Regions from separate parts of the Mus musculus genome. Here region 2 is linked to region 1. The links are chromatin contacts, called in public HiCAR-type maps. All regions are on one chromosome and are shown on one strand. Each heading gives the region's core, a stretch centred on a gene start, on an enhancer-like site or on the middle of the called end of the contact. The rest is flanking DNA. Distances are from core to core; before and after follow the strand shown.

The links. HiCAR-type assays count read pairs that join an accessible place to other places.
Region 2: a HiCAR-type map of astrocytes shows a contact between it and region 1, with 2.9 times the contacts expected there. The contact joins the promoter of Slc6a15 here to the promoter of Alx1 in region 1. A contact is called at or near these places in 3 of 39 promoter capture datasets (cranial neural crest, embryonic stem cells and stem cell-derived epiblast-like cells), 4 of 484 Hi-C or Micro-C datasets (LSK cells and embryonic stem cells) and 1 of 115 datasets of contacts at active chromatin or transcription factors (astrocytes).

The regions. Positions count from the first base shown.
Region 1 is chr10:103,027,383-103,030,296 of GRCm38.p6, forward strand. Alx1 (ALX homeobox 1) reads right to left here and starts at 1,395. Exons shown (of 4, transcript NM_172553.4): 1 at 999-1,395. The coding sequence starts at 1,224. It overlaps Gm34298, which reads left to right and starts at 1,603. Exons shown (of 4, transcript XM_006514426.1): 1 at 1,603-1,674; 2 at 1,819-1,956; 3 at 2,352-2,481; 4 at 2,727-2,914. The coding sequence starts at 1,603.
Region 2 is chr10:103,366,269-103,369,182 of GRCm38.p6, forward strand. Slc6a15 (solute carrier family 6 (neurotransmitter transporter), member 15) reads left to right here and starts at 1,540. Exons shown (of 12, transcript NM_001358821.1): 1 at 1,540-1,885. 6430590A10Rik (a long non-coding RNA gene) reads right to left here. Exons shown (of 2, transcript XR_380754.3): 1 at 1,904-2,914; 2 at 921-1,192.

The sequences.
Region 1 (2,914 bases), core at 145-2,644:
TTGTTGTAAATATTTCACACTTAATTCGTTTGTTGTTTTAAAGCGCCCCGCTTCTTTCCTTGCCATTTAAGGGCGGCGTATACACCATGATAAGGAAAAGTCCTCTTAGAATCATAAACCTGTTTTAACTGTCGGGATGTGAAATGATAGGGATTGCACTGGGCTACAAGATAGAAAAAGATAGATGGTTTGTTTTGATAACATTTTGACTTGGAGATAGTCTGGCATTCAGAGTTGAAGATTCTGTCCAGAAACACTCCGAAAGGCTCCTTAGGTGACATTTTATGTGGAAGAAGAAAAACAGACAATGCAGAATCCCCAAGTGAGTGGTTTTTATCCGGAATGCTTTGCCCAAAAGCTAAAATGATTAGGTTTTTTACCAAAATGTATGTTTGCTCATCACAAACGCAATAAAGAAGTAAAGAAAATCGGCAGAAACTTAAGTTCACACAAGCTAATATATATATAGCAACAGAGAAATACAATAAAAATGTCGTCACTCCTAGGACATTAAAAACGGTTTCGTAGCTTCCCACTCATGCACACATAAAAGAGCTCAAAGATTTTGGTTTTCCTGACCACTATGACATCTAGTGATGGATTTCACATCCCCGAGCCCCGGCATCCTGGAGGGTTCACAGCGGTGGTGCGGTATTTTAACTCAATTATGACTTATTTGGAGTCCTGTTAACCTACACTGTGATCCTGGTCAGATCCTTCTTGTCCAGTTGTGAACTCTATCCGAAAGTGAAATAGAATCCGGCAGGATTTAGCTCTGGACCCCGGCCGGTTGCGGGAGTCCCAGAGTGCGCGGCGCCCGGTCCCCAGCAATCTGGATTCCTCTTGCCACATTTCTTTACTTCGACCCGCACCGTACCTCACTTCGGGGAAGGATGGCTGAGACTGGGGCTCAGTTTGGAGCCCTGGTCAGGCCGCTAGGGAGTAGGGATTAGGATGGGGTTGGGGGCTGGAGGTCAGCCGGGGTGCTGGTGACTTACCGCTGCTGTCCTGACAGGGCGAAGTCCTGTCCAGGCGCACGTGATGCTCCGCTCGCGGCAGCGGCCCGAAGGCCTGCACGCATTTGCCAGCCGTCGCTTTGCCGTAAAAGGACTCATTGTCCAGCGTCTCCATAACGTGCTCCAACGCGCCTCCTGTGCCCATGTAAAAGTCACTGTTTTTACTTGGCGGGCTCTTCAGGGCAAACTTCTCGCTCAGAAACTCCATAATCCTGGAAAGGCTGTCCGCGAGCTCTCCGGGGCGTGCGGAGGCTGGAGGGCGCGGAGGGAGGAGGGAGCAGTGGGCGGGAGTAGGGAGGGTCAGAGAGGAGGGAAAGGGGAAGCGAGACCTGCGACGCCAGGAGCTGCCCAGCTCCCAGACTCTTAATACGTCCCGGCTGCAGAAGGGGCACCCGAAGTTGCTTTTATATCTTGAAACTCAGCTGGGCTCCTCCGGCAACCTCCCAGTCCTAATGAATATGAAAATAGGCAAGGACTAACTCCACCCCAGGCCCCCTCCTCCCCCACCCCACCCCCATCTTCCCTCCTTACCCAGGGTAGGGCGCGTCCCCGGCCTAGTTCAGACAGACAGTTCCATTTCAGACAAATGCCAGGAGAGACAAGGACACCCAGAATCGTAGTCGCCTCGACAGTGGGACTGGCATTGCCGAGGAGCCTGGTGAGAACGCAGAGCGGTTAACGCTCCACTCCCAGAGGCCTTGCCGGGCCATCTCCCCCACCCCCGCTACCCCCCACCCCCACTCCCCCAACACCCGCTGTACACCCCGCCCCCACCCCAGCCACTCACTCCCAGAAGATTTAGAGGCATCTTAAGAACTTGAAAGGAAGTATTGCTCTAAAGAGCTTTTATTTCATCCGTAAATCGTTTACATGGAAGATCCACATTAATCTGAGCCCAAGACGCCGGATACAGCGGCGGCTGTTAACCGGCTTGCTGGAGGTAAAGGGGCCGAGGTTGCCTCTAACCTAAAAGGCTGGCGTCGTGGCGGCCGCAGCGCTCTCCCTTACAAGGCCCTGGCCTTCTCGTTTGCTGTCGGATGCACCGGAGTAAGGATGCAGTGGCATCTAACGGAATGGAAGGTTGAGGGAGAGTCTTTGAATATTTGATTTTACCAATACCAAACAATAACCACCTCATTCTTGGTCCACACGAATCATTAGGACAAAATGTATTGTTGTTGTTGTTGTTATTATTATTACTATTATTGAAAATTCATAGAGACAAGTGGCCCTGAAACCCCTTTCTTAGTGGAGGTCAGAGGAACTCATCACGCAAAACAGCGTTGGGAGATGAATGCGGTCAGAGTGTTTTAACAAAAGTTGTACTATATACAGGTTTCAAGAGTTGGGGCGGTGCCTTCGAAAAGAGTGTTGCAGAAGCTAGTGGCTCCGCGGACTGGGGTTGGACTCACAGTTGCGGACCCAAAACCCTTCCTTGGTCCAGCTGACCGGGATGCTAGCGAAGGTAAAACGGCGCTTTGGAGATGAAAACCATTCTGCTTGGCCTTGTGCCCCACTTCAGCTTCTGAGGAGCCCGAGGCGTCTGAGGCGGGGGAGGGAAAAAAAAGAGTTCCTTGCCTTGGGCACACTCAAGAAGCCATTTGCAATAGATCAGCCAAGCTTGCAAATTTGGTGAAACTCCCCTACAAATTATGGACAAGGGAGGTCTCTGCCCACCGATCCTGACATAACCTTCCTCTCTCACCACAGAGGCCTTCCACAGCGGCTGCCCCTTTTCTCCGGGTTACGTTGGCAATTACAGCAGAGCCTTAGTCACTTCGGGTAACCTCGCCGCTGCGGGTGGCCTAGCCCTTTTCAGTCGGGTGTCTGTCCGCCAAGGTTCGGAAATTTCCACATTCTTCTTCGTCCTCGATCCACAGGTGGGACCCTCATTGACG
Region 2 (2,914 bases), core at 290-2,789, 340 kb after region 1:
CTGAAATTGCTTACCCTGCAGTATGAAGATTCCAGTCTCAACCTATAGAGCAATGTATGTGTATGTGTAAGCAAACATTTGCTTGCCTCTAGTATGTGAGGGAAGAACCACATTATGACCTAAGATCGTCACTAAAAGCTTCTTGTAGATGTCTTCGTTTTATTTTTTAATGAAAAAGCAACATCAGTGATAGAAAAGAGGCACCCCAGGGATTAACTTTGACATTTAATTTTTTTTTTTAAGTGAATTTGAAGACAGGCTGGTGGAAAAATCTCTCGGTTCTTTGAAAAGGATTAGTGGCAATGTTCTTACCTGAAATCTAGGTTCTTGTGATTCCTTTGAAAGATATTCCTCACTTTATGAGAACATCTCCAACAGTGGCTTCACTACTAAAGTTAATCTTAATTGGATACAAGCCATTAAAACCTAAGAATATTTTCCTTGGGAACTCTACACACTGAAGTTTACATCCCTTACTTACATGACTCCACTGATAACTGAATTCTACTCTAAAAGCATGTAACCAGCCAACTGTCACAAAATATATAGTGATGTCCCTAATAATGGCTTGTTCTTGATGTCCAAAAAGAAAACTTGAGAGAGTCCTTGGAAGGCCTACAAACGATAACGTTTATTGACATGTTAATTATCTTAAAAATGATGAAATGTACCTCGCTGAAGAATGAAACCCATCCTCCTGTAATATGTTCTAGGTTCCTTTTGCATTTCCTTGAAAAATTTCAAGTGTCAACGATCATAAATTTTATGTCTTGTCCTGCTTAAGGAGGAGTTCAGTTATTTTTACAGAGGCAAAGCTTTGTGTTCATCCATGCATAGTTTAAGGATTCTCCACGTGGCTTAGTTGAAAGCATGCTTTGACTATTGGAAGAGGTAAGTCAGTCTTTAGCTGGTAGAGATCCTTTGAAGGAGAATCTGCTACATAGGCACAGACCTAAAGTGAGGATTAGTTCCCTAATACCACTTTACACAACCTCGCTGGGATCCTTGAGGCTGTCGGGACTCAGCTGAGAAGCAAAGATCCAAAGCTTTTCTTTCACAAAATATGTAAATAGATGGTATGGGGGGCTGGAGAGGCAGAAAGCCCAGAATCCTTTACCTCTGGCTAGACTTCTTACAGATTCCAGCAAAGTGGCAGAACAGGACAATTGCAGTTGTTAGCGTTGCCTTTTAGCTGAGTGGGTTAGAAGACAGACGTTAGAATGGCGGAGGTGTTGGGGAGGGGTTGTCCAACTTGTTTTGTTGGCTCTACGTGGGGCTTCCCCAGATCCACCCAATATCCCGCCGCGGGCCTAGCTCTGTGCGCTGGGAGGACGCAGCGGGCAGCCGCAGTGGACTCTGCGTCATGGGTGATGGGAGAGGCGGCTCCCAGCCTGCAGACCTGGCTCGATCCTTGGCGCCGTGTCCCCGCCCGCAGCCACCCCCTCTCCCCCGCAGCCTGTCGGGGGGACGCAGCACTAGCTGGTTGGGCACGTGGGAGCCTCCGTCACACCCTCACTCATACACACACACACACATACACACAAGCACATACACACATACACACACGCACGCACACACACAGACATGCACATACACACATTCACATAACACGCACGCACACATACATACATACATACATTCACAGGCGCCCCAGGAACCACACGCCAGCATCCCGTGCAATATTCCAGGCAGACACAGGCGCTCACGAGTTTCTCCGTGCCAGCTTGCAGGACAGCGACTCCCGAAACCAATCCTGCCCTTGGCAAGCTGTTTCTGTTCTCCAGACAGCTCCTCTGCGGCCTCCCGCACCATCTGCTGGATCCGACCCTTTTTCGACCTAGGAACCTGGAAGCTGTAAGAGGTGCTAGCTCAAGAAGCACCAGAGGTAATTAATGTCTCTTACTGGTGCTGGAGCACCGCCGGGGGTAGGGTGGGGCTCTCCATTCAGCCACCCTGGAGGAGTCGGGCGCCAAGAAAGATGCTTGGATGGAGCTCCAGACTCAGGCTGGATCCTGGGATGGGAGGAGGAACGGCGGTGGGAAGCGTGGAAAGGTAACGCTGGTTTCTGGGGGCTATCCTCTGGCTCTGTCTCCTGCACCTGTGCAAACTGGGGTTCTGGTGGTGGGAGTCCGAAGCGGCACTTGTGGGGAGAAGCACGTGGTTCGAAACGTGCCGCCATCCTTCGTAACCTAGGTGGAAACTGCCTAGTGCATCCGTGGAGACCGGCTGCTTTCCAAATCAAGTTGGGGGTTTGAAGGGCGGGGTTCAACCGGGCAAGTCCGAGAGGAAAGTTGCTTTCAGGGCAGAGATGCGCTCCTGGGGAAAAATTGGGTTACAATATTCCTACGAGTGGGCGGTGAGGCTGGAGGACAGCCAGCCTTCCTTCTTGAGGGCTTGTGAATCATTTGCAACAGCAACACAGACTATCAAGGCAGTGTATTCACGTGACCCGGATTTGATTCTCTCCCGCTTGAGACATCCTATGAAATGGACTGTCCGAAAACCGACCTTTAGGTCTACTCTCGGCACGTGGCTGCTGGAGAAAGCTCAGTTTGGAGCTTCTCTGCGCCTCCTGGAAACGAAATGGGTGACAGAGAAGGAGGAGGAAAGGATGGTGGCACAGAGATCTTAAGGAACGAATGGAGAGGGACTAGGCATCCTTCTGCCTTCTACGTAGTTGATCCGCTTGGCTGGTCTCGGTGAGATAGCGCAGAAATAGAATATAGCACACTGAAACGAAAGCGCTGCACTTTTAACTTCCAGCCGAGGAAAGAATCAGAATCTTAGAGGTGCACTTGCCGGTGCAAAGGGAGACCCACCCGCTTTTAAAGTCTCCAAGGGTGGGCGTTCTTTTCCCTTCGGCCAAGAAATGTCACTGAATGTGCTCATTAGCATAACTAAGAAGCAATCGAGT